2 separate regions of the Mus musculus genome follow, and region 1 is linked to region 2. A link is a contact called in public Micro-C data. All regions are on one chromosome and are shown on one strand. Each heading gives the region's core, a stretch centred on a gene start, on an enhancer-like site or on the middle of the called end of the contact. The rest is flanking DNA. Distances are from core to core; before and after follow the strand shown. Region 1 holds the start of Cacng4 (calcium channel, voltage-dependent, gamma subunit 4). Region 2 has its middle 23 kb from the start of A830035A12Rik.

The links. Hi-C and Micro-C count contacts between places; a contact is called where the count stands out from the background.
Region 1: a contact with region 2 is called in a Micro-C map of embryonic stem cells, with 3 times the contacts expected there. The contact joins the promoter of Cacng4 here to the enhancer-like site in region 2. A contact is called at or near these places in 4 of 39 promoter capture datasets (HPC-7-derived erythroid cells, embryonic stem cells, hippocampal neurons and 1 more), 8 of 484 Hi-C or Micro-C datasets (B cells and embryonic stem cells), 5 of 115 datasets of contacts at active chromatin or transcription factors (embryonic stem cells and stem cell-derived neural progenitor cells) and 1 of 9 other capture datasets (pancreatic islet).

What each region holds. Positions count from the first base shown.
Region 1 is chr11:107,793,456-107,796,155 of GRCm38.p6, reverse strand. It overlaps Cacng4 (calcium channel, voltage-dependent, gamma subunit 4), which reads left to right and starts at 1,450. Exons shown (of 4, transcript NM_019431.4): 1 at 1,450-1,911. The coding sequence starts at 1,692. It overlaps Gm11650 (predicted gene 11650), which reads right to left and starts at 2,284. Exons shown (of 2, transcript NR_165828.1): 1 at 2,191-2,284; 2 at 303-1,218.
Region 2 is chr11:107,509,830-107,512,529 of GRCm38.p6, reverse strand. No RefSeq gene overlaps it. Among named protein-coding and RNA genes, the nearest start is that of A830035A12Rik, 23 kb to the left of the region's middle. Within about 2 kb of position 1,274, at least 95 of the 459 cell types and tissues checked have an H3K27ac peak or open chromatin away from gene starts, as enhancers often do. A contact at or near this core is called in embryonic stem cells and stem cell-derived epiblast-like cells, where this site is marked.

The DNA of each region.
Region 1 (2,700 bases), core at 201-2,700, 280 kb before region 2:
TAGATGACAGTGATTTTTTTTAAGGGAAGAAAAGCAATAACTCTCGTCCTTTGAAACTTTGGAAAGCAGAACAGACACCCCCCAAAGGCAGAGGAAAAGGCCAGCAACGCTGATTGGGCTAGTCAGCCTGGCCCTCACATTTTATTATTCTGGTTTTTTTTTTCTATTTGTTTATATTCCCTTCTCCCAGCAAAAGATAATTTTTCCCAGGGCAAACATTTGCACATTGCTACCACACACGGCTATATACGAGGGGGGAGCTCACACTCTCCAGAGAGGAAGAACAGTGAGTGCTCTGAGGCTGGGGTCATTCATTTATTTTCTCTGAGGAAAGCTGGGAAAGTGGCCCGGGAGGTAAAATTGCAAGGGCAGCAGCTTTCCATGTGTCTCTTTCAATCCCAGGGGGTCAGAACAGCAGCCCACAGAACAACCCTCGAGGATGCAACAGGGACAAGGGTGTAAGAAATGGCCTGAGTTCCCCCCCCCCCCGTGGGTTTCAGGCCTCCTGCAGGGGAGGAGGGGAACTGGGTGGCAAGGAAGGAGCCTGGCTCCAAGGAGCTCGGAGTGTATCCAGCTTGGGACCCTGCCAGCACCAAAAGCAATTAAGGGAAGAGGCCAGAGGCCCCGAGGCAGAGTCTGACAAGGTTAAGGGGAGGTGAGGAAGAGCCGGTTAGGCTGAGGAAGAGCCAACCGGAGAAAAAGTAAAGGTTCAGAGAAGGACAGGGAGAAGAAACAGCTGGAGGCTACAATGTAGTTGCTGGTGTTCCTGCCTCTATCAGCAATGGACTATCAGAAGTGTGACTGTAGTGTGTCACATCCTCAGTCCCCCTTCGAAGAAGTCCAGAGCTCCCCAGTGCCTGCTAGAACCCCTTGGCTTGCTTCGGTTGAAATGGAGGTGATCTTCATCTGGCTTGGCCCATAAAGAATGTCTCCCGTCTGTGACCCACATCTGGGCCCTTTGGAAACGCGAGGAGTCTCACAGTACATCCCTGCCTAGACCTTCATAACCAGGTACAGCCATAAGGCCGTGGGGAAAGAAGGAAAGGGGACGCAATCTCCATCCCACAGAATGGGATACAGAATCCTGGGGACTAAGGAGATCCTGGCTGTCCCGGGTTGGAAAGAGAGGTGACTGGAGACGCAGCTTCCCCGGGGTCCTTCCAGGGAACCAATCTTTCTTTCCCTCGGCTTCCTTCGCTCTGATAATGTGAATGAAGCCTGGGAGAGAAAAGAGAGCGCGCGTGAGCGCAGGGAGGGGAGAGAGGGGAGGGAAAATCCCGGCCGTGGGAGAGCGAGCGCGGGGCCAGAGGCGGAGGGGCGGCGCCGAGAGAGCGCGCCGGGCGGCGGGCGGTGGGTGGAGGCGCGGAGGGCGCGGGCCAAGAGCGGAGGGGAGGGCGGGCCGAGAGGGAGGAGCCCCCGGCCGCCACCGCCGCCGCTGCCGCCGCCGCCAGCCCGCCCGGCGGCCCGCGTAGCCCGCGCAGCCCTCACTCGCCGCCGCGCCTCGGAGTTTGAGCCCCGCGCAGCCGGAGCGCAGGCACGCCCGGGGCGCGGGGTCGGAGCGCGCAGCGCGGCGCCGCCCCCCGGCCCTCGGCCCCCCAGCCCCTGGAGCCCCCGGAGCCGCGCGCCGAGGGAGGAGGGCGGGCGGGCGCGGCGGGCCGGGCCGGCGGGCGGCGGACTATGAGGCGCCCACCATGGTGCGATGCGACCGCGGGCTGCAGATGCTGCTGACCACGGCCGGAGCCTTCGCCGCCTTCTCGCTCATGGCCATCGCCATCGGCACCGACTACTGGCTGTACTCCAGCGCGCACATCTGCAACGGCACCAACCTGACCATGGACGACGGGCCCCCGCCCCGCCGCGCTCGCGGCGACCTCACCCATTCGGGACTGTGGCGGGTGTGTTGCATCGAAGGTAGGACCCCTACCCCCAACGCACACACATAACACGCACACATGCACACGCACACATTGCCCCGGGGAGTGGGCCGGGGGAGGGGTGGGCGCGGCGCTGGCTCCACGCGAGACACAAAGAACCTAAAGCTGGGAGGGTGGGTTCCCGAGTGGACACGGGCGCAGCAGCCTCGGGTCCCTCTAGGCTGGGGACCTCCCCAACACACCGATCCCACAAACTCTCGGCTCGCACGCGCACACCCCCTCGCGCACAGACACAATGAAACACACAGAAACTCACGCACGCGCGCGCAACCCGAGAGCGGAGCGATCCCCAGGGGCCTCGCCGGCGCCCCTGGGGGAGGTGGAGGCTGGCGTGGGGGCGGGAGGAGTCTAGGGTTGGGGGGAAAGCGGACGCGGGAGGAGGGGGAGGGGTTGCTTGGCAACCGGTGTCTGTGCGATTGCTATGGGAACTGGCCATCCTGGGGCGGGGCCGGCCGGGGGCGGGGAGCCCCGGGGCAGCTAGGCGCTCACTCCAAGCCCCCAACTGAGAGGGTAAGGGCGGGGTACAGGTTGGGCCCCAAGCGGTTCTGGGGGAGCCAGGTAGCTCCAGCCGGCCGGCCTTCTCTTGATCCCTGACACCACAGACTCACTCCTCTCTGCGCGATGGGTACAAGAGGGGAACCGCGCCGCGTCTCCCGTAACTGAGGCAGCAAGCCCTGGGTCACTGCCCCTCAGCACGAAGTCGGCAAGAGACCTCCGTAGGAACCAAACTGGGGAGAGGAGAGTCAACAGCGGACCAAGAGTGGGC
Region 2 (2,700 bases), core at 25-2,524:
ACGATTCATGATGTAATAAATGGAAAAGTCAACACACACACTTTACCTATATAATTTCTATGTAAGAAAAACTCTTGGGTTTGGAGAAATGGCTCTGCGGTTAAGAGCACTGCCTGGACAGGCGTGGTGGCACATGCCTTTAATCCCAGCACTCGCACTCGGGAGGCAGAAGCAGGCAGATTTCCGAGTTCGAGGTCAGCCTGGTCTACAAAGTGAGTTCCAGCAGGACAGCCAGGGCTACACAGAGAAACCCTGTCTCGAAAAACCAAAAAAAAAAAAAAAAAAGAAAAAAAAAGAAAAGAAAAAAAGAGCACTGTCTGTTCTTCCAGAAATTGATAACCAGCAATCACATGGTGGCTCACAGCCATCTATACTGGGATCTGGTGCCCTCTGCTGGTGCACAGGTGTACATGCCGCGAGACCACTCATGCTAAAATAAAATAAATCTTTTTTTGGTCTTGTGAGATGGCTTTGCAGCCAAGTCAAAAACCTTAGTTCCTGGAACCTTTATGACTGAGGGAGAGAGCAGGTTCCCAAATGCTGTCCTCTGGCTTACACACACACACTGAGGTGAAAACACACAATCAATCCATCAATCAATCAATGTTTTAAAATTTTTCCCTTTTTTTTTGGGGGGGGGGAAGAGTACTGTGAATTCAGGGTCTTGTATAGGCTACGCATGCACTCCACCACTATGCTTCCCTACCACTTTTCTTTTTTGGGGGGAGTTCGAGACAGGGTTTCTCTGTATAGCCCTGGCTGTCCTGGAACTCACTTTGTAGACCAGGCTGGACTTGAACTCAGAAATCCTCCTGCCTCTGCCTCTGGAGTGCTGGGATTAAAGGCGGGTGCCACCATGCCCGGCTGCCTCCCACTTTTTAAAAGGCACAGACTGATCAAGAATGGAAGGAAATGTATAATATTATCAGTATTTGGGAAAACAGGACTTAAAAAAAAAAAACCAACTCATCTCTTGTGTCTGTATTTTTTAATTTCCCCAGTGCCAGGGACTGTTCACTGATCGCCATAAACACCTTCTGTAATAGCAGACATCACCCCACCCTGCATCGGTCCTGCCTGGGGAAAGGTGGGGGCCGTGGGGGAGAAATAAAAACCGATGAAGAACGTGATTCCGAAATATCTGTTGGTTTCAACCTGCAGGCTGTGGGTCGGAGAAGCTTCTGGAAGGTCCACCCACTGTGTCTCTCTGCCTCAGAGTTTCCTCAAAGCTACTTTGATTCCCCTCTCACCTTGCCTGTTTAGCAAGAAACGCAGTAGCAGATGTTATTTTCCCAAGAAAAGTTCAAAGCACAAAGAGCCAGCCTCTGGCTTCTGCTCCCTGCCCTCCATCCCCTCACCTGATGAAAGCCTTTGATATGCGTTTGTCACAAGGACCTCTGGGTCTCAACCCCCTAGGGCCTGGGCGGGGCTCTGCTCGGAGTTGCTTAAGCCTCCCTGCTGGCTCCTTTGCCACGCTGGGACCACGTGCCTAACACCAGCCTTGCAGCAAATAATGACATAGACGACAGACAGAGGCAGTCCTTCAGGAACCTTTGGCTTCTCCTCTAGAGGAAAAACTGAGCTCATCTTGAGAAAGGGATGAGCTCGGGGCGATACAGCAGAGTCTGGATTCCGCAGCAATCTGCTCACTGGCCTGAGAGAAAAATTACAGGATTTCTGTAGGCTTAGGTCTCTCAAAGTTTGGCACTTTTCTCACATAAATGCCACAAGAAACTCCCCATGCCTGGGTGGGTTTCCTCGTGAGCTCTCCCGGGGGCTTGGGAGGGCCAGCCTGAGCCCGGGGGCGGAGCAAGCATTGTGTTCTGGCCACTTCAAGGAGGAGATCTAGGGAAGTCTGAAGCTGACGGAGGGAAGGTCGGAATTGGCCACCACTAAAGAGCCACCGCTTCAGAAGGGAACTTGGGAGTTAGCTGAGTGAAGAGATGGTATCTCTGACCAACAAGGAGAATGTTGCCCTACTGCTGTGACATTTTGAGGTGGAACAACAGCAAAAGGGGAACAGGGAAGGACAGGGAGGATCCTGGCTCCCCACTGCCTTAGAGTTAGAGCCTTGAGTGACTGAGTGAAGTAGTGTCTCATGTAGCCCAGGCTGGCTCCGAATTCCCCTATGTAACCAAGGATAACTTTTAACTTTTTATTTTTTTAAGATTTATTTGGTTTTATTTATGTGTGTGCTTGTGCTGGTACGTGCACGTGAGTGCTGGTACCCCTGGAAGCCAGAGGCATTGATTGGGTCTCCTCTGCAAGAGCAGAGTATGCAATGCTCTTCACTGTTTGGTTTCAGGCAAGGGACTGAGGTGTATACTTTACATATCAAAGCCGACCTGGTCTCCAGGTCCTCCCAGCAGTCCTCAATCCCACCTGGTATACCCTGCCCCCAATCCTGAATTTGCAGCCCAAGGCTGGGCTGCCCTTCCCCCAGAGGCTCCTCTCTATATAATTCAGATATTTTATGCTCCAGAGCGCTCGCGCGCGCTCTCTCTCTCTCTCTCTCTCTCTCTCTCTCTCTCTCTCTCTCTCTCTCTCTCACTGGGCGGGCACACACACATATAGTCAAGCTCGCAAACACACATGTCCCATAGTAACTCCCCTGGCCTCAATCCCTGGGGCCAGTAAATTTGCCCTAGAGCAGTTTCCCAGACCCAGCTGGCTCCATCCTGATCAAGCAGAGGAAGTAGG